Linked DNA regions of Mus musculus: regions 1, 2, 4, 5, 6 and 7 are each linked to region 3. The links are chromatin contacts, called in public HiChIP or PLAC-seq and promoter capture Hi-C maps. All regions are on one chromosome and are shown on one strand. Each heading gives the region's core, a stretch centred on a gene start, on an enhancer-like site or on the middle of the called end of the contact. The rest is flanking DNA. Distances are from core to core; before and after follow the strand shown.

Region 1 (3,495 bases), core at 82-2,581, 1.5 Mb before region 3:
AAGAGAGTCGGCCAGCCATCGCCAGCTCTCGTGTGTGGCTATGCTCTTTGGTTCTCGTTTGTTACCACCAGCAGCCTTGCTTTCTCTGTCACTGTCCCCAACCAGACTGAGTCACTGAACTTGCTACCATCCTGCTTCAGCCTCCAGGTCCCTGGGAATACAGGCCTGCTCAAGGACAGCTAGGACACTGAACTTATACTTTATTGCTGGAGAACTTCACATTCATGCCAAGTGTTTTTGAACAAATCCAACCAGTTCCCTCCCTTCCAGTTCCTTCTCTAACCCCCTCCCCAACTTTTTGTTTGCATGGTTGTTATTTTGTTTTTTGGTTTTTTTTTTAACAGAGTTTCATGTTGGCCTCAAACTCACATCAATCCTTCTGCTGCAGCCTCCGGAATATTTTTTATGTGTGTAGCATGCGTTCGAATGTATGTAGGTGCATATATGTGCACGTCTGTATGTGTATGGGTCCTTACTTTTACATTTTTATCATTTTAAATGTTTATTTCTGTGTCTCCGTGGGTACCTGCACACGAATGCCTGCGGCAATGGCTATGCCTGAAGCTAGAGTTTCAGGGGGTTGTGGGCCACCTGCTAGCGTCTCAGGATCGAAGCTCTGCAAGAGCAGCAAGTGCTCTTAACCAGAGTCATCCCTCCAGCTCTGATCCTGAACTTTAGAATAGTTATTATTTTTTTAATCGTGTGTTGTGCGGATTTTAGTAAGAAAGGAAGGAAAAGAAGGGGGGAGCAGGAAAAGCAAGAAGAAGAGTTGCAGAACCGTGCTCCCTGCACTGCTGGAGAGTTTGAGGGGTAGAGACAAGCCCAAAGCCTGAGGCACGGTCACCAAACGTTTCTTCCTCCGTCCCAGACCTAGGATCGCGGTCCTGCACATCGCCTGGTGCCATGACAACGCGAGTACTCGCTCCTCCGAGCGGGTTGTGTGAGAAGCCTGGAACCTCAACAAGGCTCTGTGTAACTTGTCGGAAGGGCGGCTCTGGAGGAAACAGGTGGGGAGATGCTGCCCACCCCGCCCCGGGACGCCCCGGGACCCCAGCCGGCCTCTTCCAGGGGGCAGGAAAGTTGGGCCTGGCTGAGGTCAGGAGCTCCGGGGCCGCCTGACCTGCTGCGCGACTTCTGTCAGGCTCCCCGGCAGGACGTCCGACCGGAGCCCCACCTGGGATAACGGGTACTTCTAACCTAGAGCCTGTCCTCCGGGCGAGCGCTCCAAGAGTCCTTCTAGTACCGGGTTGCTAGGGGCGGTCCCAAGATTCCGCCTAATCCTGGTGACCGTCTGTCCTAGCGCTAGGTCCCGGAAGTGGGCAAAGCTAACGGTGGGGAGGGGCGGGGCAAGGGGCGGGGTAGGAGGCGGGGGAAGGAACGGCCTGATAAAGTGAAGCCGGGCCTCTCTCGCGAGATCTCGGAAGTGGCCGGAGCCCAGAGATGACTTCTTTGGAGCCGGAGAGAATCGTGACGTCAGGCCTCGCTCGCCGGGTCTAGGGCGTGCTAGACAAGGAACCACACGGCCGAGCCTGTCTCGCGAGATTTGGCTCAAGCTTCTTGCGCTTCTCTCGCGAGATCAGGTGGCTCTGGACCGGGCGGCCACTGCGCAGAGTGGAGGTCGTTGGAGTCACTCGTCTTCTTGTAGCTCCTGCCAGTAGCTCCGTGTCCCGCCCGCCCTAGCCATGCTGTCCGCTCTCGCCCGTCCTGCCGGCGCCGCTCTCCGCCGCAGCTTCAGCACTTCGGCCCAGGTACAAGGGGCTGCCTGCCTAGGAAGGAACTCCGGGGGCGGCACACGCGTCCCCGGAGCTCGGCGTTTCTTAACCATCCAAGGCTCACTCTGGACGTCTGGGCCGCCCGGCTCACATCCCGACCAACATGGAAGGGGGACAGAGTCAGTCCAGGTTTCCTCCATAGTCTGCGCTCCACGTAGGTGCAGAAGCCGAGGCTCGCGGTCCGGATGCGAGTTGCATTATATGCAACTTTGCATTGCTTCGACTTAACTGATTTTCTCCTTGAAGCCTCCATGGATGTGAGGCACCAGGAGAGAAATAACGCGGACGTTAACTTCGTAGTGCCGGGGGCTCCGAGGGTGGAGAACGGATCAGGGTCACAGTAGTTTGGGAGATTCGATTGAAATTAGCACAGTCAGTGGCCTTCCCGCCCAGGGATTGCTTGCTTTATGTCCGTTTATGTGGACCAGGCTGGCCTCGAACTCACGGAGTCCAGTCTCTGCCTCAGTACCGGCATTAAAGATGTGCATCAAGCATCGTTTTTCAGAGTGTGTGTGGTGTCATGTGCACATGATTGTACAGAGGCCAGAGAAGGACATCGGTGTCTTGGCCATCACACACTAGACCAGCGAGCGGTTCTCAACCTTGGGATCGAATGACCCTTTCACAGGGGTCCCGTAGCAAATGTTTACATTACGACTCATAACCGTAACAGAATTTCAGTTACGAAGTAGCAATTTTATTTTTAAAAGTAATTTTATGGTTGAAGGGTTCACCTCAACATGAGGAACTGTATTAAAGGGTTGCAGCATTAGGAAGCTTAAGAACCCCTGTTGTAGACTTTATTTATTTATTTATTTATTTATTTATGAGAGTGAGAAGGCCTTTGATGAACCTGCCAGGCAGGGGAACCGGGCTTTGAACTCAGGTCCTTATGCACTTACCCACTGAACCATCTCCTCCACTGGATCTCTTTTGAATTATTCTTGGAGGATCATCCTTGCTTTGGGTAGACTTGGCCTAGGACAGTTACAGCTAAGCTATTTATAGTCAATCTTCTCCTGGGCCAGGGCCTCTTTAACTAGTGCATGTCGGAATCAGTAAAGGAGACCCAGGATCGTGTCAAGAGGGCAGGGTCAGTATTTTTTACAAATCTCTAGCAAAATTGATACAACCAAGGCTTGAGAAACAATTACCATGCTCCGGAGGAGAACTGATCATTCCAGGGAAGTCTACATTTCTTACCATCTAGGTCAGGTCTTCCTGTTTCCCATTCAGTCCATTCATTGAAAAATAAAGATGCAAGGGGCTGGAGAGGTGCTCACAGTTAAAAGTGCTTGCTGATTTTGCAGAGACTAGAGTTTGGTTCCCAGGACCCAAGGCAGGTGACTCCAACCACCAGAGGGTCTGAAGCCTTCTTCTGCCCTCCGTGGGTACCTGCACATAAACACACACACCAAAAAATAATCCAGCTAACATATTACACCCTGGGTGTGGTGATGCATGCTTGTAACCCCAGCCACTCAGGAGTTCCAGACAGGAAGATTAAAAGTTTGAAACCCGCCCCGGTGACTTAGGAGGACTCTGAAAAGAAACTAGCACTAGGGTATACATAGTTCAGTGGTAAACACATGTGAGGCATGCACAAAGCTCTGGGTGCTCAGATACAAAGATGAATGGGAAGTCTGGGGTGGGTCACAGACGAGTTAACCTGAACAGTAGAGTAGGGTTAGCTCAGCAGAGATGGTGAATAATAGTGTGGTTA
Region 2 (3,267 bases), core at 668-3,167, 1.6 Mb before region 3:
CCCCAGCAAGCCGTCACCCCCCTCACTTTTTCAGCACCAAGGCCAGCTCCTGGAGCCGCTTCTTCTGCCGTGTGATGGAGTTTGTACAGTTGGCCTGGAGTTTGGTCAGCTCCTCTAGCTTGAGGCGATACAGGCGATGTGTTTCCTAGCATGAGGAGAAGGCGGTGGCTTCACTGGGGAGCTGCCCCGGCAGGGAACTGGCTCTCTCAGAGGTCGAACTTTCTGTGCTTGCCCAGGGACCTCCCAGAGACTGCTCCACTCCTGAAGCAAGCCAGGAGCTAGGCTTCTTCCTGTAATCTCAGACCCTCCGTGGTACATGTCCTCAACAACAGGTCAGTTGTCCCCAGCTCGGGTGGGCGTCTGAATTCTAAGTGGACTCTAGCCCAGTGGTTCTCGACCTTCCTAACACTGCAACCCTTTAATACAGTCCTCATGCTGTGCTGACCCACCCAACCACAAAATTGTTTTCATTGCTATTTCCTATCTGTAATTCTGCTATTTAGGTGATCCCTGTGAAAAGGTAATCCAATCTCCCTGAAGGGGTGGTGACCCACAGGCTGAGAACTGCTGCTCTCAAAGGGGCTGCCTAAACTCACCCCTTCCTTTCTCAGATCCTCCTACCTACCCAGCCTGAAAGAATGGAAATCAGGGATAGCCATGCTGCCTTCTACCCTGGCATTCCTGACGTTTCATCTCAGGTTAAAGGTCGTCAGGCTTCCCGCCCTAAGGCCAGTCCCTCCCATCCACTCCCCTCCTGCAAGCACCTTTGGTCCAAAGCTTCCCCAAGTACTTTGCCCTGGTGGGTGAGCCTTGCAAGTTGCAGCCTAAACGAAGGGCAAGGGGCAGTGTGGGGAAATCAAGGCAGGGGCTGAGGTCATCGTGGTGATGGCAAAACTGGGAGACATGGAGCTGTGTAGGTCTCTAGGGAGAGTTCTAGTGCCAGCGTTCTGGGGAAACCTGGACACATGAGGCTAGGCAACAGTCCAATAGAGGCAAAGGTCTAACCTAGTCTCCTATTGGCCAGGCTCCACTATTTAGGTCTGTTTCTCATGCCAAAATAAGCTGCCGCATCCTCCTCAAACTCTAGCATGTGCCACCTCTGCCCAGTGACAGCCTTCCAGGAAGCATTGGTTTCCTTCTCTCTGGTATGGAGACAGAGTGGCCACAAACAACACCATCCTGGGATGGGAGGTTTTCCAGTGGTCGCTCTACCAATCCAGGAGGTCCTGGTACAGTCTGCCCCGCCCACCTCTCCCTACAAGAAAGAGCCACATGTACTGGGCCTCTTCTTGTCCCTAGGTGGGCGCTGTCCCTCCGTCTCAGATGGCTGAGATTTCCCCAACCAGGCCCGAATTTTACCTAAACTTGCTTCCCTGCGGCGTTCAGCAGAGTTAGCCAAGGGCGGGGAAGGCGTTGTCCGGCTGCAAGTTTGCAGGGTAATTGACCCAAAAGGCTGGGCCCCGTTGGGTTCTGCCTCGGGTGACTGCTCTTTAGGAAGGGGACTGGGTCCCAGATCGGGTAGCAGTGCAGGGGGAGGGGCAACAGAAGAGTCCTGATCAGTTTTCAAGGCCTTTGCACAAAGTCGAGATATCCCGGCACAGAGGGATCCCGCCCAGGCACGCCGGGGACGCGCGGGCAATCCGGGCTCCCATCAGACATTTAAGAAGAAAAGTAGGGGAGAGTCTCGACCCCTGACCCCTCCGAGCTGCCTTATGTGTGACCTAGTACTGCCTGACCCTTGTCCCCGAGACAGAGACGTGGCTCGGGGCTTGGATGGCCGCAGGGACGCTCACCTGGATACCTTGGAAGTCCTGCTGCAGATCCTCCCAGTTGCGCAGGCAGTCGCCCAGCGGGTCCGGGGGCGGGGACTGCATGTCTTTGTCCACGCCACTGGCCGCGGAGAGCCGCGAGTGGGGAGGACGGAGCTGCAACCCCGGCCGGCCGGAGAAGCCTCCGCCACCGCCCCCGTCCGCTTCCGGGCTCGCGCCGCCGTGACTGCCAACGGGAAAAGGCCCGGCGTAATCTGCGCGTGAGCCCCGCCCCTAGGAGCAGCCAATCAGAGCCAGGGACGAGAGCTGGGCGGGGACATGGGCCCGCAGGGCGTCTCCTCGAATTGAGACCAGAGCTGGGCGGCCAGCATTTTTACCCGAGAAGTCTGCTTCCTCGGACCACTCACAAACCAAGGAGACACGTGCTTCTAACACTTTGAAATTTTTAGATAGTGTCTCACTATGTAGCTCAGCCTGGTCTGGAACCAAGAAATACCCCTGCCTCTGACTCGCCGCGTGCAGAGATTAGAAGCGTGAGCCACCTCATACTCTTCATACACTTTTGTCCTTGAGAAGCTGCGCCTCTCTAGGGACAGCCTTCGTCTCTCAGCTTTTACAGATACTCCTTTCCTGGCCCTGAGTCCTCCAAGCTCTCCTCCGTCCTTAACTTTTAGGCTGCCTCTCCTAAACTTCCTACCGTGTCACTTCCGAAGCCTTACCAGTGCGGTTCAAGTTACAGACTCGGTACAGAACTTGCCCAGCATGCTGGAAGCTCAGAGGGCAATTCACCCAAGCACCACACAAAACATCAGATGCAGTGCGGGGCAGTAGTTAAAGGCAGCGCACGCCTTTAATCCCAGTACTTGGAAGGCATAGGCAGGTGGATCTCTGAGTTCGAGGCCAGCCTGGTCTACAGAGTGAGTTCCAGGACAGCCAAGGCTACACATAGAAACCCTGGCGGGGGGATGGGGGTGGGGTGGGGGGTGGGCCGGGGGGGATCAGATGCAGAGGCGCATGCCAGTGATGCAAACATTTGGAAGGTGCAGACGGAAGAATCAGAAGTTCCTGGTCACCCTCGCCAAGGACACGCACTCACTCTACCTACCACCCACATCACACCCTACATTCTTCATCAGTCCCCTTGTAAGCGCCTCCACCCGGACTTGTTCTGAGTCTGAGGAAGAGCTTTTGGGACTTGTGGCCCATGAGGGGGCGCAGCAGGTAAGAGTGCCTGTGGCCAAGTCTGGTGACTTCAGTTTGATCCCAGGACCCACGTTGTGAAAATAGAGAATCGGTTTCAGCAACGTGTTCTCTGACGTCCACACAGGTACCATGGCACGCCTAGACATCTAGAATAAAGCTGGAGAGAAGCTCGGCTTACGAGCACTGGCTGCTCTTACAGAGGACCTGGCTTCAATGCCTAGGTCTACATAGTAGTTCACAACCATCTGTCACTCCAGTCCCTGGCGATCCAATACCCATCTCTGGCCTTCACTGG
Region 3 (3,384 bases), core at 849-3,348:
AGTAATAATTGTAGAGACAGGACTGCACCTACCTACACAGCTAAAAGCACAATCCTAGAATTTTTATTTTAAAATAGGGTCTCGCTATGTAGCACTGGCTGGTCTGGAAATCTCCATGTTGATCAGGCTGGCTTCAAACTCAGAAAAATTAGCCTGCCTCTGCTTCCCGGGTGCTGGGATTAAAGCCTGTAGTACCGCACCCAGCTAGAAAGACTTTGAAAACAAAGGGAAATGGAGAAAGAGACAGAGATGTCCAGTGGAAAGAAAACTTCCCTAGGTGGTGGAATGGTAGAAGGTACTTAAAATGAGAAGGGAACCTATCCATGTCTGTAAATCCGTACTCTGGGAAACTGAGGCAGAAGCATTGGCAGCACTCATTTCTCTCTCTCTCTCTCTCTCTCTCTCACACACACACACACACACACACACACACACACACACACTCACACGGGGCGAGGGCGGGGGTGGGGGGCTGGCTGGAGTAGGGAGAAGAGAGTTGGGTGTTAAGAGTTGAAGAGGGTCCAGAGTCAGGAAAAGGATCCACGTCTTCATTCCTTATTCCTCTGGGCAGGCTGAGATTTCCCTTTCCTTCCTCAGGGACCCCAATGACCCTCGAGACTCCAAATCTCCACAGTGGCCACCGTACACCACTGCCGCGCAGCAATATGTGAGCCTGAACCTGAAGCCCTTAGAGGTGCGGCGGGGACTGCGCGCCCAGACCTGCGCCTTCTGGAATCGCTTTCTCCCCAAATTGCTCAGCGCCACCGGTAGGCGCATGGAGTGGGGGGAGCAGGGAATGCACAAGGCGGCAAGGGTTGGAAGGAGGGGAGAGAGATGGGGTGCAAAACACAGGGTGTAATCCCTCTCTTCTCCACCTCCCCAGCCACGGAGGCTCCTTGCACCTGCCCAAGCCCCGCCCATGGGGAGGCGGCCCCGAGGCCCGGGCCGGACTTAGCCCTGTCCCTCCTCTTCTTCCTTTTCCTCCTCCACTCCGGGCTTCCGTGGCTCTAACTGCAATCCTTTCCCCTTCTGGTCTCAAAGCACACTTACTCTAGTGTGTAGCTGAGAAGGGGCCCCTCTCAGGGATACAGAACCCCACTCCATTCTCAAGCCGAGACAAAATGGACAGACTCAGGGATCTTTGTTAAACAAAAATTCAAAAAACAGGATTTTTTTTTTTTTAATGTAAAAAATTATCCTTTGGAGCTTGAGCCTGGTGTTGAGGGGAGAAGGATCCGGGGCTAGTTGGCGTCAGCCAAAGGGCCTTATAATCGCCAACTATTTCTGTATCTTCTCTCTTTTCCCCACTAACCCATGAACCCTTCTCCCACTCTGATCCTGTCCCTCCCCTCCGTCTTCCGGTGATTTTTATCTCTTCCTCTCCTTCCTGTTCCACCTCTCCCTTCATTCTCCGGATCATCCACTGTTCTCTTTCCACCACCCCGCTCGGCCTCCGACAATGCGTGTGTGCCGGCGCACTCACGACCGGTCTCCACTACCCGACCTGTTCCGTTTCTCCCACTCTTGCGGGGTGCCCTGGCCGCAGATACTCTGGACGAGGCGGAGCGCCAGTGGAAGGCCGAGTTCCACCGCTGGAGCTCCTACATGGTGCACTGGAAGAACCAGTTCGACCACTATAGCAAGCAGGAGCGCTGCTCAGACCTGTGACCCCTTGGGGGACCCCAGGTCCTGCCGCCCTGCCCGAGCCCCTAGCTGTATATACACTATTTATTTAAGGGCTGGGATATAATACGACCGAGCCCCCAGGCCCTGTCCACTCCTCCCCGACTTCCTCCCACTAGGGGCTCCCCATCTTCTGCATGTCTTGGGCTAAGCTCCCCTCCCCGCGGTGCCTTCGCCCCTCTGGGCCGCCAATAAACTGTTACAGCCACCAGAGTCTGTGCAACACGCGGGAAGTTGGGGCGGGGATGAGGTCAGAGACGCTGGGAACAGAAGCCTCGGGATTGGTGAGCACTGAGGCACCCTGCCCGCAGCATCCGGCGGAAGCAAGCGCTGGGCCCGCCCCTAGGGGCGGAGCCTGCGACTGCGCAGCCAGGCTGGTTTGCCGGCGCCTTTTAGAAGGCTCCTTAATTCGTCTGCCTGTGGAATCATCTCTCCTGCCGCTAGCCTGCTTGCTGAGAGTTCTCCGGTTCTACGTGCCCACACTGCCCGTAGCTAGTCCCAGAAAACACCAGGAACCCGGAATTGGCCCTGCCTCGATGACAGCTGCTCTACCGAGCACCCTGGAGCTGCTGAAGGACGTGCACCTGGGCCTGCCTGTGCCCTGCCATGATCCCGCCCGACTGGCCCTCCTCTCAGGCCACTACCTTTACTATCACTATGGTTGCGATGGACTGGATGACCGTGGCTGGGGATGCGGCTACCGCACCCTGCAGACGCTGTGCTCCTGGCCAGGGGGCCAGTCCTCGGGCGTGCCTGGACTGCCAGCCTTGCAGGGAGCCCTAGAGGCCATGGGCGACAAGCCCCCCGGATTCCGGGGCTCCCGTAACTGGATCGGCTGTGTAGAGGCCAGTCTCTGCCTAGAACACTTCGGAGGACCTCAAGGGCGCCTATGCCACTTGCCCCGCGGAGTAGGGCTTAGGGGAGAAGAGGAGCGGCTTTATTCACACTTTACAACGGGTGGGGGCCCAGTAATGGTAGGAGGAGATGCAGATGCCCAGTCCAAGGCCCTGCTGGGGATCTGTGAGGGGCCAGGTTCAGAAGTCTATGTCTTGATACTGGACCCACACTACTGGGGCACTCCAAAAAACCGTTGTGAACTACAAGCTGCTGGATGGGTGGGCTGGCAAAAGGTAAAAAGCGTCTTTGATTCCAATTCCTTCTACAACTTGTGCTTCACCAGAAATCTCTGAATCACCACGCCCTACCTGCACCGTTGGGTAGATCCCAGAACTGAGACTAAACACAGCCACCTATTTACTTCGCACAGGCCCCCACCGCGATCAAGTTTGGGCCTGGCACAATGATACGGGCAGGTGAATCTGAGTTCAAAGCCAACTTGGTCTACACAGCAAGGCCAAGCTGGAATTAGAGATACTGTTCTGAAAAATAATAAATTGGCGTAATTCAGCTTACTATGGCCCAGCCTGTGTTTGGGAAGGGACATACAGCACACAGTTAACACACACTACCAAAGTGTTTTTACTAGCGGGTAAAATAACGTACAAAAAACTTTTCAGCTGATGGGATAAAGTGGTCACGGGTACTGATGTAGCAATGCAGGAGGGGACATGGATGGCTCAAAAGAAGTCAACATCATCCGGGGCATCCAGGTCCCGATACTCCACTATGGCCCTTGGGTCTCCTCGAACCATCCTGTGAGATAAAGGAAATGTGAACAGATGTCCCTATAGTCAGAGACGG
Region 4 (3,451 bases), core at 477-2,976, 1.7 Mb after region 3:
CTCGCGCAGCCGGCCCGCCCCGCCGCCCGCGCCCTCCTCTCAGCCAGGGCAGGGCAGGGGCGCGATTTACCTACGGAGTCTATCTCCAAGAGTCGCTGGAGGTCCCGGATGCTGTGGATCTGACTTCGAGCCAGCCGCTCGATCAACTCCCGGGGTATCTCGGCTTCCTGCAAGCAGACCACACCGTCAGGACGCGCCCAAGGGTTCCAGCCCAGCCCCAGGGGCCACACAGCCCGGCCGGACCCTCGTTAGGCCCTAGAGCCAGAGGATCGGCTGGGGCTAGATGGGACCCCCTAAATCCTCCACACTGTTCCTATCTGTCTGACCTTGATAAAAATACCCCAACAATGCCTTGACATGTTCAGACAAAAATCACCCGCGCTCTGGCCTCCCCAGGGTGTCTGGGGGCAGCCAGGGGCCCGAAGAGTTTCTGGTTTAATAGCTAAATCCACATGTAGAAACAGAGAGGGTCGAAATGCGTCACGCATCCACGACTGGAGTCACAGCAGCCTCAACACTTTAATCTAGCCGAAGGGTTCAATTTCACTCCGGGAATCCTGAGCTGAGCCCGCAGGGGAGAGGGTCTTCCCTCTCCCCCCACCCCACCCCCTACAAGCACGCGCGCCGGGTCGCCCCACCCGGCTCAGGCCCAGTCACGGCCCTAGCGCCGACTAGGACGCCCAAATCCATCGGGGCTTAGAGAGGCTGCAGGGAACGCAAGGGGTTAAATATCCACCTCGCGCCTCTCCGGTCCCTGCCCAGACCACCCCCACCGTTCAGCCTCCCCCACTCTCCGTCCCGGTTTTTAAAAGGGAGTCAGGGTCGCTGGAGGACTCAACCACGAAGTTCCCACGACAGGGGCTGTGGAAAGTCATTCATCACGGCAAAGCTCCCGGGGAATGGGGGTGGGGGGGAGGGTGGCGGTGGGAGGGCGCGGGCGCCTGGCCCGGCCCCAGCTGCCTCGTTCAGCCACCTGTAAGCAGGCCTGGGCGGGCGGAGACTGCTCCAGCCCTGCGTCGGACTGGGTTTGGGGACCGAGAACTGGGGACTGCGGCTGGGCGCTGCCCACCCTTCCCAGTCCCAGGCTACGGCCGCACCCTCCTCTACCTGCTTACTGCCCGCCCTAGTCCCCTCCCAGAGCACGGTCAGTTTACACACACCCCCTTTCCCGCTTCCCGCACCCCGTTACTGCATTGTCCGCTGCGTTTGGGCTGCCCCTTCTGGAAAGGCACCCACAGCCCCCCGAAGTTTCTACCCACGGGTTCACCTCGCGGCTCCCCCGTCCCCCTCCAAGGCGGAGCGACGCAACGCGCTGGAAACTCACCAGACACACTTGGGCATGGCAGAAAATAGAACCCAGTTGGGATTAAAAAAAAAATTACACCACCCTGACAAAACCAAAATGCTCTTTGCAGAGCTTGAAACAGGTAGCCGAGAGGGGCGTGCGCCGAGGGAGCCGAGAGGGGACAGAGGCGCGGGGGTGGCACCCACCTCGGCCAGGGCATGGGCGAGGTATCCGCAGCCGAGGAGCAGCAGGCAAGCCCAGGTCCTCATCGCGTCCCGAGGCGCTGGAAGCTCGGCAGGGAGGCGAGGCCGCGGGGCGGGCGCTCCAGCCGGGCTCCTGTGGCGGCGAAATTCAGTACCATCCCTCAGGGAGCGCGGCCCGGAGGAGGGTGGCGCGGAGAGCAGGGAGCCTGCGGAGCGCGCTCGGCGCGAGCAGCGAGTGCAAAGCCAGCGAGGAGGAGGAGGAGGAACAGAGTCGCTCCGGGAGCCTCCTGGGCCGCCGGGTAGGGGGTGGGGACGGAAGGGGCGGAGGGCGGGGGCTGGGCTTCTTCCTTGGTGCGTTCCCCGTGCTGGCCGCCGCCGCGCTCGCTCCCCGTCGCTGGCTTTAGGAGCGACCCGGCCGGTAAATCCGCATATTTGCTGCCGTCAGCCCCGGGAGGGGACCGCGGAGCGTGGCTGCAGCTCCCGCCGCACCACCGATCACCTGTCTGGACTCTCGGCCCGGTACCAGCTACCGCCTCGCCTCTCCCTGAGGGCTCCGGGCAGTCCGGAGAGCCTGTCCCCGGGCCTTCCTCTCGCCGCTGCCGCCCCGGGCCGGGCACGGCGCGGCCCAGCACGGCGCGGCCCGGCGGCCTGCGTGCGCCCCTCCGCGGCGCGCCCTCGGCTACGGCGCGGCGCTCCGCCCTCCGCCCGCCGGGGCCGGGCAGCTCCCGCGGCCGCGCCGCCTGGCAGCAGCCTACCCGCCCGGGGCCTCGCTACGCCGCCCGCGCGGGCCGGAGGGCGGGCGGAGGGCCGAGCTGGCGCCGCTGCCGCCGCAGCAGCAGCCGCGGGAAGACCAGAGGAGGAGGTGGAGAAGAAGGCGCAGGCAGGCCGGGCTCCAGGAGTTGAGCGGGCTCCGCAGGACGCGCGTGTGGAGCCGGCCGGCGACAGGGAGGGGGTTATAGCGCCGCCACCGCGCCCCTCCCCCTCCCCCGCCCCCCGCCTCCCCCGGATTCCGGGCCCGGGACCCGCACCTCGGAAGCGCTCAGGGGTCTCGCGGGCCAGATCGGGCCCGGCCGCCACCGCCACTGCAGTGGCCACACACGCGCTCACGCAGGCAGCTACATCCATCCAAGCTCGGCGCCCGCGGCTCGGAGCCCACAGGCGCCCGGGCTCCCGGAGCGCCCCTCCCTCGAGCTTGCCCACCCTTCAGTGCCAGCTGCAATCCTGCGGCACCGGGCGGGGAGGGGAGGAGGCCGCTGCAGAAGCACGGCCGTCTCTGGCTCGCCTCTCTCTCGGGCCCCAGCGGCAGTAAAGGGCAGCGCCCAGAGCTGCTGCGCCAAAAAGGGCATGAGAGTCGGCTTGGCCCCCGCCCGGCGCTCGGGCCGCTTCCCACTGTAAGGATCCAGTGCTCCAGCCTTCCCCTCTCCATAAAAGGAGGGGGAGTGAGTCTTTGCGGAGAGGCGGGGCGGGTTTAGGGGCGCGTCTAGGGCACTCACCTGACGGCTGCCACGCGCCCGCGCCCCAGAGCCAAAGCCTGGGACACCTGATTGAGGAACTTGCACTCTTGTGTGGAGGTGGAAGCGAGGCTAGGGTCGGGGAGGAGGCTGCCTCCTGCCTCATCGCCACCTTGACACCCTGCACCCTCCAGATCCTTAGCCCCTGGCCGAAGGCCTAGCCGAACCCTGAATGGGGAGCTGGAGGGATAGAAGGAAAGATAGAAAAGAAGCGGCTGGTGAGGAACTCCTGGGTTCTACCTTGGGATCCAAGGCAGCGCAGAGCGCCACCTCCGGCCAAGGCACAGTACAGACGGGTGGCGGGGAAGGCACATGCGGACAGAAGTCTGATCAGGGCTGGACGGTTCTCCCATTGAGAGAGATGGATTCCTGGTGGGATGTGACCCGACGGCAAGGCCAGTCCTGTCAGCTCCTTAACTCGGGTTAGAGGATTGTGGACCTTTCAAATCCCA
Region 5 (3,411 bases), core at 579-3,078, 1.4 Mb before region 3:
CTACCACTGAGCCACGCCCCCAGCCCCTCCCTGGGGGGATTCTAGGCAGGGGCTCTACAACTAAGCCATGCCCCCAGCCCCTCACTGGGGGATTCTAAGCAAGAGGTCTACTTTTTACTGAGGTAATTTAATCTCCCCTTTCCCTACCCAATTTATTTTGAGACAGGAGTTCATTGACTTAAACTTGCCATCCTCCTGTCTCAGCACCTCCATATACCAATCTCACCCCTGTATCCGGGAATTACAAACCTGAGCCATGAGTTATAGTTTGCTCTCTCTCTCTCTCTCTCTCTCTCTCTCTCTCTCTCTCTCTCTCTCTGTGTGTGTGTGTGTGTGTGTGTGTGTGTGTGTGTTTGGTTGGTTTGATTTTTTGAGATTTCTCTGTGTAGCCCTCCACCGACACTCTTTGTGAGGTAGGTAGGCTAAATGGTATGCCCTGCATACTTAGGACACAGTGAAATGTGAATTCAAACCCTGATTTTTCTTCCCTCATACAAGATGAGGCATGGCTGAATGACAGAAAACTGATCTTTGAGCCAATGAGATGGCATCGTGGAGAAAGGAGCCCGTGCCAAGTCTGTTGAGAGACCTGAATTTAATATCTGAGGTCCACATGGTGGAAGGAGAGAACTCACTCACACATGTAAACACACACAATTCCTCCAATCCTCCTACTACTACTATGTAGCTGTCTATCTGGCTGTCCTGGAATTTGGTATGCAGACCATGCTGTCCTCGAACTCACTGTCATAAGACTGCCACTGCCTTCTGAGTGCTGGGATAAATGGCGTGCACCTCCACACCTAGCCTCATCTCCCTAATTCATGGTTAGAAAATGACAAGGGAGGAGCCGACACTCTTTTCTTCTTCTGACCTTGTTGCAAGCTGATTCCTAATTGGCCACCATTAATTTGAAATCGTAAATATCTGACCAGAGCTGGCTGGGGCCTTGAATACTACAGAGAGAAGAAACTGGCTTCTAGGTCCCCCGGACTATCATAGCCTATCATAGCCCACTACCAAAGGGCCAGCGTGTGAGGGGATGAAACTTGGCATATTGGTCATTCACCTTTGGGCTCTCCCAGAGTATGTGGACTGGAGCACAAAGATGCTGAGCCCCGGTTCCCCAGTTAAGGACACAGGAGAAATGTAGATAGATTTCTTGGGATCGGTTCGGGAAGATAATATGGAGATTAGGGACTGCAGCAAGCTTAGAGGTCAGAGAGTGGGTCACTGTTTCTATAGCAACCCTGAGGGCGAGGACCACCTGGAGCTTGATGCACCACCCTCTAAAGGAGGTTTTTACGCCCTAAAAGGCCAAAGCAGATTATTCGGTAAGGACTACAAAGGAGGAGACAAAGCGGAGTGAAGAGGACCCGGAAGCCATGATAAGCTCCGCATTAGCACTGCGGCGGGCTCGGCAGGCGAATTCCAAAGGAGGGATGCGAGACCCAGCAACAGGCCGGCCATTGGCACGGAGGCGAGATGCTGGCTTGTGATTGGCTCTTGCCACGCTCGGGCTAGAAGGCAATCTCCGTGCTGGGTGGGGCGGGGCTGAGCCGCAGCCCTGCCTAGCTTACAGCCGGGTACCTGGGCAGTCCGCAATGGCCAGAGGTAGGAGAGTGGTCACTCTTAGATGCCTGGCTCTTATGGGCACACGCAGGCAGCACAATCCTTCGTTTCAAGCCCAGGTGTTTGGGAAGGGGAACATGCAGAAACTCGGGAATGGAGATCTCAGATGGGCTGGCCTCGAGGTCGCTACTGTCATCAGGGTCTGGGCTCAAGGCTGGAAGCAAATACCCGCACTAACGGGGACAGCTGCAGAACCGGCAGTACCCACCAGGGGGAGGCAGAGGACGTCGGTGCTGGAGTCATTGAGGGTTTGGGGAAAATAGATCCCAGAAGGGAAGATTCCTGAATCCCAATCCCAGTTACCCCAACTCCAGGATCTTGTATTAACGCTCTACCTTCCTTGGCCTTTTTTCTTTCTTTCCTTTTTTGTTTCTTTTAGACAAGGTCTAACTGTATGACTCTGGCTTCAAACTCACAACATTGCTCCTAGCCGTCTTTGGAGTTCTATACTCACAGGGCCTGACAAAACTTTGAGACCCGGTCATATGCAGCCCAAGCTAGTCTGAAATGTATGGAAGTAGGCCTTGAACCCCAGAAATGTGTCTTCGTTTTGCACCTCATCTTCTCAGCATCCTCCCCCGCTTTTAACTTTGCTTTCCTTTCTTTCTGAGACTGGTTTCATGCAATCCAAGCTAGTCTTGAACATTACCTTGCAACTTTAAAAAAGATTTTGTGTGGGTGTGTTGTGTACACAGGCATATGCAGAGGCCTGAAGAGGGTGTTGGGGTATCCTCTACTGCTTACTGCCTCTTCCGGAGCCAGGCTCTTTTCCTGAACCTGGGATGTGAATTTCCTCAGGTAGGCTGGAAGGCAGCAAGCATCAGTTGTTGACGGTCCTTTGGAGCACAGGTCGCCTGGCTTGCCAGGGTGCTGGGTCCTGGTAAAAGCACGGCACACTCTTCCCAACCTAGCCTCGGCTCCAGCTCTCAATCTAGAACTCAGCCTCCAGCCTCTGAGAGTGCTAGGAATATCAGGTGTACCCCACTTCAGCAGGTGTGCCCCCACATGCACCCTGGTGGTCTTGATGTGCATGGAGTTTGTGGGTTGTTTTTGTTGTTTTTTTTTGTTTGTTTGTTTTGTGACAGGGTTTCTCTGTGTAGCCCTGTCCTGGAACTCGCTCTGTAGACCAGGCTGGCCTTGAACTCACAGATCTACCTGCTTCTGCTTCCCAAATGTTGAAACTAAAGGTGTGCACCACCACACCTGGCTCGATTTCATGTATGATAAGCAAACACTTTACCAATTTGATTGAGCTCCCTCCCAGGGCCTGTTATCCTTACCCAGCTTCATTTTGTCTTGAAACGTCTAAGAGGGGGATCCAGTCCGTGACCACGGCTTAGTCTCTGTCCAATGCCCTTATTCCCAGCACTTGGAAGGGAAAGGCATTCTGACTTCCAGACTAGAAATAAAACCTTGCGTTTTTTGTTTTGTTTTTTAAGTCAATGCACCACATATACCAATGATATGGCACCTCTAGCTTCTGCCCCCACAATAGGGTATATCATGGTGGGGCTCTGGACAACAGTTAGAATGATTAAAATTCAAAGACTGACTCAGAACAGGCTGGGCTTACCCAGCCGATAGTTGCCCAACTCTCGTTTCCTGACCGAGGGGCCAGGTTTCCACCCTTCTGCCCCCCTCCCTTACTTCACGCAGACTGAGAAGTCAGCACTGTGGAGGGACAGCAGTATTCCCAGCAGTTCTTTTGCAAGAAGAATCTTCAACTCTAGGGAACACTCCTTACACACACACACACACACACACACACTCTCTCTCTCT
Region 6 (3,674 bases), core at 319-2,818, 1.9 Mb before region 3:
TCATCCAAAGGCAGAAAATATCAGTTGCTTAATGGCTGTCTCTACCACAGACTTCATCAAATTAAGAGGGAAACTGGAAACCTTGCCCACATGGGTACTTCAGAAGAAAAGCACATGCAGTTGGGATGTGTAGGAATAGTTTTTTTTTTTTTCCTTTCCCCCAACTAACCACCAATACACAGCAAAAACCAAACATTAACAGGTATTCACCACCTCAACTAAGCAGACTTATCAAGGCCAGTGAAACGTCTTGTGAAGGAGCTTGCTGCCAAGCTGGAGACCCAAGATCAACCTCAAATTCACGTGGAAAGAGAAAAAGGACTCCAGCAAGCTATCCTCTCATCTCCCTGTGAATATGCAATTTAAAAAGAAAAAAATGCTTTTATCCAGAATCCGGGTTGAGTGTAGTGGAGCACACCGGTAATCCCAGCATTTAGTAGGTGAAGGCAGGAGGGTCAGCAATCCAAAGTCACCCTCATGAGTTCAAGGGACAGCTCAGATACATGAGATCCTGTCTCCGGGGGGGGGGGGGGGGGGAACAAAAACCCAAAGGCTGGGGAATAGGTAGAGGGCAAGCTTGCCTGCTATGACTGAAGCTGTGGGTTCTATCCCAGCACAGCATACAACCTGGTGCAAACCTGTAATCCTATCAGTGAACTCGCTCAGAAGACGAGGCAGGAGGATGAGTTCAAGGACAGGCTCAGCCAAAGAACGGGGTTGAGATTAGACAGCCTATGCCATCAAATACCCTCTCTTAAAAAAAAAAAAAAAGAAAAAGAAAAAAAATAAAGAGAAAAGAGAGTAATGGGAAAAGGGAGGGAAGGGCGTAGAGATAAAAAGAAAGGGAAAAGGCAAAGAAAAGAAAAAGGGGAGGTGAGTTAAATCCGATTTACAGGTTGAGCCCTACGTCAAATCCGCGGCCGCAGAGACCCCACCCTGGGAAGATCGCCGGGGCTTACCGGTGGGGCGGCCTCCGGGAGGGTCGCAAAAGCGGGGTGGGGAGCGCGGGGTAGACGTGGTGGACTCGCTGGACCGCCGAGGCCGGAGGCGGGGAGCGTGCGGGTGGGCGGCGCCCCGGCCTCTCCCTTGGGTCCTGCCGGAGGGCAGGCTCGGGCGGGCCGGGCTTGCCCAGGTAGCTGCCCATGAGTAAGAGCTCAGCCGGGTCGGGGCCTCCCAGCGGGCTGCGGGGTTCGCAGAGGCTACCGTTGACTGGTGACTTGGCCGGAGGCGGTGAAGCGGTGAGAGCTGGCCGCGGGTGACGGCGCGCGTCGCGCACGAAGGACGACAGGGCCCTCGGGCCGCGGGGTTCTCGGCTCAGGCCCCACCAGGCCGCGCTCGCCCCCACGGCCAGCCAGGCCAGCGCGGCCGCCGCGGGCACCAGGTAGAGCGCGAGGCCGAGCAGCGCTAGGCCGAGGGCCGCAGCACCCGCCGGTCCTCCGTAGCCGCGGGCCCGGCTCCGGCCTTCCCGTCCGCCCAACGGGGGCCGCCGCCGCTCGCCTCCGTCAGCCGCCGCAGCCGCCGGAGACATCGCGGCTCCGCGCCGCGGAGCGGACTTAAATATCCCAGGGTACACCGCGCCGCGCGCCGCCGCCGACGTCACTGTCGTCGACGCGGCGCGCCGGGTGGAAAGGGGAAACCGCCGCCGCGTGCGGAGCACGGCGCGAGAGCCCTAGTTTGAAAAATTACAGCTTAGGTAGGCGGATCGGTGCACGCCTTGCCTCTCAGAACGCGGGAGGCGGAGGCAAGAGGAGTTCCGTGAGTTTGAGTCCAGCCTGGTTCACAAAGACAGTTCCAGCGCGACATGGAGACATAAAGCCTGTCTCAAAACAGCAAAACTTAAAAAAAAAAAAAAAGAAAGAAAGAAAAGAAGAAAAGTACAGCCCGGTTTTTGACGCTGGAGGTTTCCCTGACGCTCCTGGACTGCAGAGGAGTGATGTTAGAAATCAAGGCACAGAACGGAGATGGGTGGCACGCGCCTGTAATCCCGGCATTTGGGAGGTGAAGGCAGGAGGATCCCGAGTTCTAAGTCAACCTGGGCTACTTAGTGAGACCCTCCCCGTCTAAAACAAAATAAAACCCGATCAGTCAGACCCTGTATTGGAAAAGGCCAATCAGGCCCTGTGTGGAGGCTCACTGTTTATCGCAGCGAGGTCAGTTCCAGGCCTGCTGGAGCAACACAGTGAGACCCTGTCTCAAAATAATTTTTTAAAATGTGTGTTTTGCTTGAATGTATGCTGGGATTACATTCACACCATCACATCTTACACTTGCGTGGAGGTTGAGGGTCAACGGCAAGTGTCTTTCAATCTCCTTTTTTTCTTTTCTTTGTTGTTGTTTCTCGAGACAGGGTTTCTCTGTATAGACCTGGCTGTCCTGGAACTCACTCTGTAGACCAGGCTGGCCTGGAACTCAGAAATCCACCTGCCTCTGCCTCCCAAGTGCTGGGATTAAAGGCGTGCACCACCACCGCCCAGCAAGTCTTTCTCAATTACACTGCACATTATTCTTTGACACAGGGTCTCTCACTAAACCCAGAGCTCACCAACCTGGCTAGGCTGGCTGGCCAAAAAGACCCAAAATCTTTTTGTGCCTACCTCAGTGCTTGGGATTACAGGGGCTCCTACTGTGCTCAAGCAAGCTTGCTCAGCAAGCCCTGTACCAATGGAACCATCTTCCCAGTCCATATTTCCCCCCTTTCCATCCTTCCCTCCGTTCCTCCTTTTGTTTGTTTCTTCTTTTTTTGAGGATGATAGACTGAGAGCTATTCCTCCACAATCAAGAGTAAGATAAGACTAGACTTGGGGAGGGAAGGCTAGATGGATGAGGGAGAAGCGGGGAGAGGCAGGGATTAGAGTTTAGAGACGATGCATATTGTTAATAAAACTAGCTGAACTGGTAAATGACAGTGAGTACAGTGGGCACTGGTGATAGTTAAGAAACAGGGTGGTCCTGCTCAGTGCCATTCTTAGTTTCTGAGGTGTAATCCAGTAGGGGTTTGTTGTGTATCGGCCACTAGAGGGCAGTCCCAGGCTTATCCATTAAAGCACAAACACACACAGCCTTATCTGTCCACCTTGGTTTTATGCAGTGGTTCTCAACCTTCCTAATGCTTTAACCGTTTTATTCAGTTCTTTATGTTGTGGTGACATCCCCCAACCCCCAAACTATAAAGCTACCTCCTAAGTGTAATTTTGCTACCGTTATGATTTGTAGTGTAGATGATGTTTTCTCGATGGTCTTGGGGTGGAGGGGTCAGTACCCACAAGTTGAGAACCACTGGCCTTATGGTCTCACTGAAGCACTGCCTAAAGGACACACGACCAGGCTACCCGACGCTTGTACTTGTCCTTTGAAAATCGTAGTTAGGGCTAGAGAGATGGCTCAGAGGTTAAGAGCACTGACTGCTTTTCTAGAGGTCCTGAGTTCAGTTCCCAGCATCCACATGGTAGTAGCTCACAACCATATGCAATGGGATCTGATGACCTCTTCTGGTGTGTCTGGAGACAGCAACAATGTGCTCACATAAGTAAATAAATCTTTTTTTTTTTTTTTTTAAGAAAATTGTTAACAAAACGGCAAAGTGAGTCAAGTCTGCTGGGAATCCCAGCCTACTCCTTCAGTCTCCCCCCCCCCCCATTTCCCTACAGAGAGGGAGTGAACAGAACTGAATGCTC
Region 7 (3,597 bases), core at 137-2,636, 1.9 Mb before region 3:
TGGCATTACAAAAGGTTTTGATTGCCTAACATGTCTGGGAACAGTATGTGCTCTTAAGGTCTGAGCCACCTTTCTTAGGCCCAACTACCATTATTTTGATTGTCTCATGTAGTCCAGGCTGGTGTGAATTGGCTAGCCAAAGATGACCTCAAATCAATCTTTCTTCCTTTCCTTCCTTCTTTTCTTAAAAGATGTGAGAAGAGGGCATCAGATCCCCTTATAGATGGTTGTGAACCACCATGTGGTTCCTGGGAATTGAACTCAGGACCTTTGGAAAAGCAGACAGTGCTCTTAACCAGTGAGCCATCAGGAGCGTACCATCATGCCCGGTTTATACAGTGGAAGGATTGGAACCAAAGGCTTTCTGCCTGTTAGGCAAGCCCTCTATATAGATTGAGTCCCATCATTGGTCCTCCTCATCAATGTTGAGAATTGATCCCAGGGCTTTGCACATGCTAGGCAAGTGCTCTACTCCGAGGGACAATGTCTGTCGGCCCTATTAAACACCCACTTTTTTTTTTTTTTTAAACAATCTACTTTTTCCAGCGCTAGGGTCCCAGAGAGCCACATTTACTAGATGGGTGTTCAACAACTCCAAGCACACCAGTGGATTCTAGGCAGGTGCTCTACCACTGAGCCACGCCCCCAGCCCCTCCCTGGGGGATTCTAGGCAGGGACTCTACCACTGAGCCACGCCCCAGCCCCTCCCTGGGGGATTCTAGGCAGGGGCTCTACCACTGAGCCACATCCCAACCTCTCAGTGGAGGCATCAAGGCACGTGCTTTATTACTGAACCTTTCATCCGGTCACAGGGAGAGGCTGACACAGGACTGCTAGGAGAGTCTGCGTAGCCTTCTGAGTTCCAAAGTCTTAAAAAAAAAATTAAAAACTACAAAATAGCCTGGCGTGGTTGTGCACGCCTTTAATAAAAGCACTTGGGAGGCAGAGGCAGGCGGATTTCTGAGTTCGAGGCCAGCCTGGTCTCTACAGAGACAGCCAGGGGATACACAGAGAAACCCTGTCTCAAAAAAACAACAAAAACAAACAAACAAACAAAAAAAAAACCAATCCACAACAACAAACTACAAAATAGCTACACTGAATTCTAAAAAGAAAGTAGACTTTTTTCATTCTACATACAGGACCTCATTATGTAGCTCTGGCTGTCCTGTAACTACTTAGACCTAGCTGACCTTAAACTCGCAAAGATCCTTCTGCCTCTGTTTCCCGCGCGCTAGGATTAAAGGCGTGAGCCAGCCCGCTCGGATTTAGAGCCTAAGATTAATTTTTGGACGCTGAAAACGGAAAGCAGCGAACCCTTTGACTCCGGAAATCCGGTTGTACAAATTGTTGCGGCGGCCGTAAAGCCAGCCCGAGTTTTGCGACAGTGTCGTAGAGCGCTTGAGGCGGGGAGAGCATGGGGCTGTACGCGGCCGCCGCGGCGGTGCTGGCCGGCGTGGAAAGCCGCCAGGGCTCCCTCAAGGGGTTGGTGTATTCCAGCAACTTCCAGGTAGTGAGGCCGGGGGCTGGCAAGCCGGGCTGGGGAGCGGGGCTTGTCCGGGCGGGAGGGCGAGGCGAGGCGAGGCCCGCGTGGGGTGCAGCGGGTGTCCCCTGTGTCGCACAGAACCTGAAGCAGTTGTACGCTCTGGTGTGCGAGACGCAGCGCTACTCGGCCGTGCTGGACGCTGTCATCGCCAGTGCTGGGCTCCTTCGCGCCGAGAAGAAGCTGAGACCGCACCTTGCCAAGGTGAGCGGCGGCCAGAGGCTGTTACCCGTGCGTGGCTCTCACACTTCTTTCTGGGGTCCCAGTTGAGCTGGGTCAGATGTGACTCCCCTTGGAGCATTGCAGGAAGGGCTAAGTAGGACGAAGGTGCAAACTAGTAGTGGCTGAGGCTACCTACCGGACAGGGTGATGATGGCAAGGTCGGTCGGGGTCCAGAGCTCTGCTGGCGACCTGGGGGGTGGGGTAGGGTGGGGAGGGGGAGCTTCAGGCATGGGGCAGGACACGGGGTTTGCAGATGGCATTTGCTCTCGTCTCTTTACCCGCCTGCCTGGATGCCTGTCTTTTTGTAATGCTGGGAGATTGAACCCAGAGTCTCCAACAAGCCATAGAAGAGTTCTCCCACTGAGTCACACCCACAACACCTCATTGGACAGCATCACTAGACAGATGCTCTATTTTTGAGCAGTACCCCCAGCCCCTCACTGGGGGATTCTAGGCAGGTGCTTATTGCTGAGCTGCAATCCCTATTTCTTCTCTGGTGGATACTAAGCAAGCTTCCTACCCTACTGCTGAGCCACCGCCTCCGTTGCCTCCTCTTCCTTCTCCCCCTTTCGTCCTCTTCGGTCTTTAGAGACAGGCTTTCTCTGTGTCACCCAGGCTGTTCTGGAACTCACTCTGTAGATCAGGCTGACCTCGAACTTACAGAGAACCGCTTGTCTCTGCCTCTTGAGTGCTGGGATTAAAGGCACCATTACCCAGTTAGCTTGTAGTTTTCTTGCTTATGCATCTGATGTTGCTGGCATTATGGACATTTGCCCTAACATCATGCCATTAATTTCTTTTGTGATCTTGGGCAAGAGAACTCTATTGACATGACCATCTGGACAGGTACCTACTTCTCCCACTGGAGGGTTTTATGGTGTTAATAGTTTTGTGTTTTTTCCTGTCCAGGTGCTAGTGTATGAATTATTGCTGGGGAAGGGGTTTCGAGGGGGTGGAGGCCGATGGAAGGCTCTGCTGGGCCGGCACCAGGCAAGGCTCAAGGCTGAGCTGGCCCGACTCAAGGTTCATCGGGGTGTGAGCCGAAATGAGGACCTGTTGCAAGAGAGCTCCAGACCTGGCCAAGGTGACTTGGAGGCTGAGGGGCGGGAGGGGAGTGACCCTCAGAAGGCTCACCTCCCTCCCCACTTGACCACTGTGACTTCTAGCCTACCAGGTACCACGGTTCGTGCGTGTGAACACGCTCAAGACCCGCCCTGAGGATGCAATCGATTATTTCAAGAGACAAGGTTTCTCCTACCAGGGTCGGGCTTCCAGGTAAGAGCTGAACATCGTGCCCGGGTGCCTTCATTTTCCTCTGTGTCCAGGTTCTCAAGGAAGTAGGAGTCTGTTAGAGGGGAGACTAGGTGTGTGTATGTGGGATAATCACTGCTTTCTCTGGATGTTTTTCCTACTTTCCCAACAGAATTTTCTTTGTTTTTAAGAAAGATGTTGCTTTTAAGTGGTGCACATGTCTGTGCATGGGTGAGGGCATGTGCCTGAGGAGGACATTGGACTGCTGGACACGGTGCTAGGAACTGCACGTAGGTCCTCTGCGAGAGCAGTGTGTCTTCCTAACTGCTGAGCCACGTCTCTGGCCCTGGCAGCAGTTCTCTGCAGTCTCTTCTGAGACCTGTTTTTTTTTTTCCCCTGAACCCTGGTGTTCTTGCGGTTCTTGTTCTGCATTCTGTGACCCCCTGTTTGCTCTCCAGTCTAACTGCCCTCCCGCCCCTGCCACCTTTCCGCTCTCCTGTCTATATCACAGCCTCTTCAGCTCTAAGCCAACACACCACAGGACACACCTTTAACATTTGAGAGACAGAGGCACGAGGTCC

What was found. Promoter capture Hi-C pulls out the DNA fragments that hold promoters and counts their contacts. HiChIP or PLAC-seq counts read pairs in DNA pulled down with a chosen protein or histone mark.
Region 1: a contact with region 3 is called in a promoter capture Hi-C map of pre-B cells, with 2.8 times the contacts expected there. The contact joins the promoter of Styxl1 here to the promoter of Ufsp1 in region 3. A contact is called at or near these places in 2 of 39 promoter capture datasets (liver and pre-B cells), 1 of 115 datasets of contacts at active chromatin or transcription factors (pancreatic cancer cells) and 1 of 9 other capture datasets (liver).
Region 2: a contact with region 3 is called in a promoter capture Hi-C map of pre-B cells, with 2.8 times the contacts expected there. The contact joins the promoter of Tmem120a here to the promoter of Ufsp1 in region 3. A contact is called at or near these places in 2 of 39 promoter capture datasets (liver and pre-B cells).
Region 4: a contact with region 3 is called in a FOXA1 HiChIP or PLAC-seq map of pancreatic cancer cells. The contact joins the promoter of Pdgfa here to the promoter of Ufsp1 in region 3. A contact is called at or near these places in 1 of 39 promoter capture datasets (liver) and 1 of 115 datasets of contacts at active chromatin or transcription factors (pancreatic cancer cells).
Region 5: a contact with region 3 is called in a promoter capture Hi-C map of hippocampal neurons, with 2.5 times the contacts expected there. The contact joins the enhancer-like site here to the promoter of Ufsp1 in region 3. A contact is called at or near these places in 5 of 39 promoter capture datasets (hippocampal neurons, liver, neutrophils and 1 more) and 2 of 115 datasets of contacts at active chromatin or transcription factors (embryonic stem cells and pancreatic cancer cells).
Region 6: a promoter capture Hi-C map of liver shows a contact between it and region 3, with 8 times the contacts expected there. The contact joins the promoter of Pom121 here to the promoter of Ufsp1 in region 3. A contact is called at or near these places in 4 of 39 promoter capture datasets (embryonic stem cells, liver and pre-B cells) and 1 of 115 datasets of contacts at active chromatin or transcription factors (microglia).
Region 7: a contact with region 3 is called in an H3K4me3 HiChIP or PLAC-seq map of embryonic forebrain, with 4 times the contacts expected there. The contact joins the promoter of Nsun5 here to the promoter of Ufsp1 in region 3. A contact is called at or near these places in 4 of 39 promoter capture datasets (the 3T3-L1 cell line, embryonic stem cells and liver), 2 of 115 datasets of contacts at active chromatin or transcription factors (astrocytes and embryonic forebrain) and 1 of 9 other capture datasets (liver).

Annotation. Positions count from the first base shown.
Region 1 is chr5:135,777,054-135,780,548 of GRCm38.p6, forward strand. Styxl1 (serine/threonine/tyrosine interacting-like 1) reads right to left here and starts at 1,332. Exons shown (of 9, transcript NM_029659.4): 1 at 1,198-1,332. It overlaps Mdh2 (malate dehydrogenase 2, NAD (mitochondrial)), which reads left to right and starts at 1,596. Exons shown (of 9, transcript NM_008617.2): 1 at 1,596-1,748. The coding sequence starts at 1,683. Gm30205 (a long non-coding RNA gene) reads left to right here. Exons shown (of 5, transcript XR_003955810.1): 5 at 869-931.
Region 2 is chr5:135,742,255-135,745,521 of GRCm38.p6, forward strand. It overlaps Tmem120a (transmembrane protein 120A), which reads right to left and starts at 1,918. Exons shown (of 12, transcript NM_172541.2): 1 at 1,794-1,918; 2 at 27-145. The coding sequence starts at 1,874.
Region 3 is chr5:137,292,571-137,295,954 of GRCm38.p6, forward strand. It overlaps Ufsp1 (UFM1-specific peptidase 1), which reads left to right and starts at 2,099. Exons shown (of 1, transcript NM_027356.2): 1 at 2,099-3,094. The coding sequence starts at 2,220. The coding sequence ends at 2,873. It overlaps Ache (acetylcholinesterase), which reads left to right. Exons shown (of 5, transcript NM_009599.4): 4 at 598-767; 5 at 1,547-1,896. The coding sequence ends at 1,668. It overlaps Srrt (serrate RNA effector molecule homolog (Arabidopsis)), which reads right to left. Exons shown (of 20, transcript NM_031405.2): 20 at 3,134-3,336. The coding sequence ends at 3,261. It overlaps Mir8116 (microRNA 8116), which reads left to right and starts at 1,210; the gene lies at 1,210-1,306.
Region 4 is chr5:138,993,218-138,996,668 of GRCm38.p6, forward strand. Pdgfa (platelet derived growth factor, alpha) reads right to left here and starts at 1,727. Exons shown (of 6, transcript NM_008808.4): 1 at 1,492-1,727; 2 at 71-167. The coding sequence starts at 1,554.
Region 5 is chr5:135,902,248-135,905,658 of GRCm38.p6, forward strand. No RefSeq gene overlaps it. Among named protein-coding and RNA genes, the nearest start is that of Hspb1, 16 kb to the left of the region's middle. Within about 2 kb of position 1,829, at least 250 of the 459 cell types and tissues checked have an H3K27ac peak or open chromatin away from gene starts, as enhancers often do. A contact at or near this core is called in embryonic stem cells, hippocampal neurons, liver and 1 more, where this site is marked.
Region 6 is chr5:135,392,978-135,396,651 of GRCm38.p6, forward strand. Pom121 (nuclear pore membrane protein 121) reads right to left here and starts at 1,569. Exons shown (of 13, transcript NM_148932.2): 1 at 960-1,569. The coding sequence starts at 1,528.
Region 7 is chr5:135,368,567-135,372,163 of GRCm38.p6, forward strand. It overlaps Nsun5 (NOL1/NOP2/Sun domain family, member 5), which reads left to right and starts at 1,387. Exons shown (of 10, transcript NM_145414.2): 1 at 1,387-1,510; 2 at 1,625-1,747; 3 at 2,675-2,849; 4 at 2,932-3,040. The coding sequence starts at 1,418.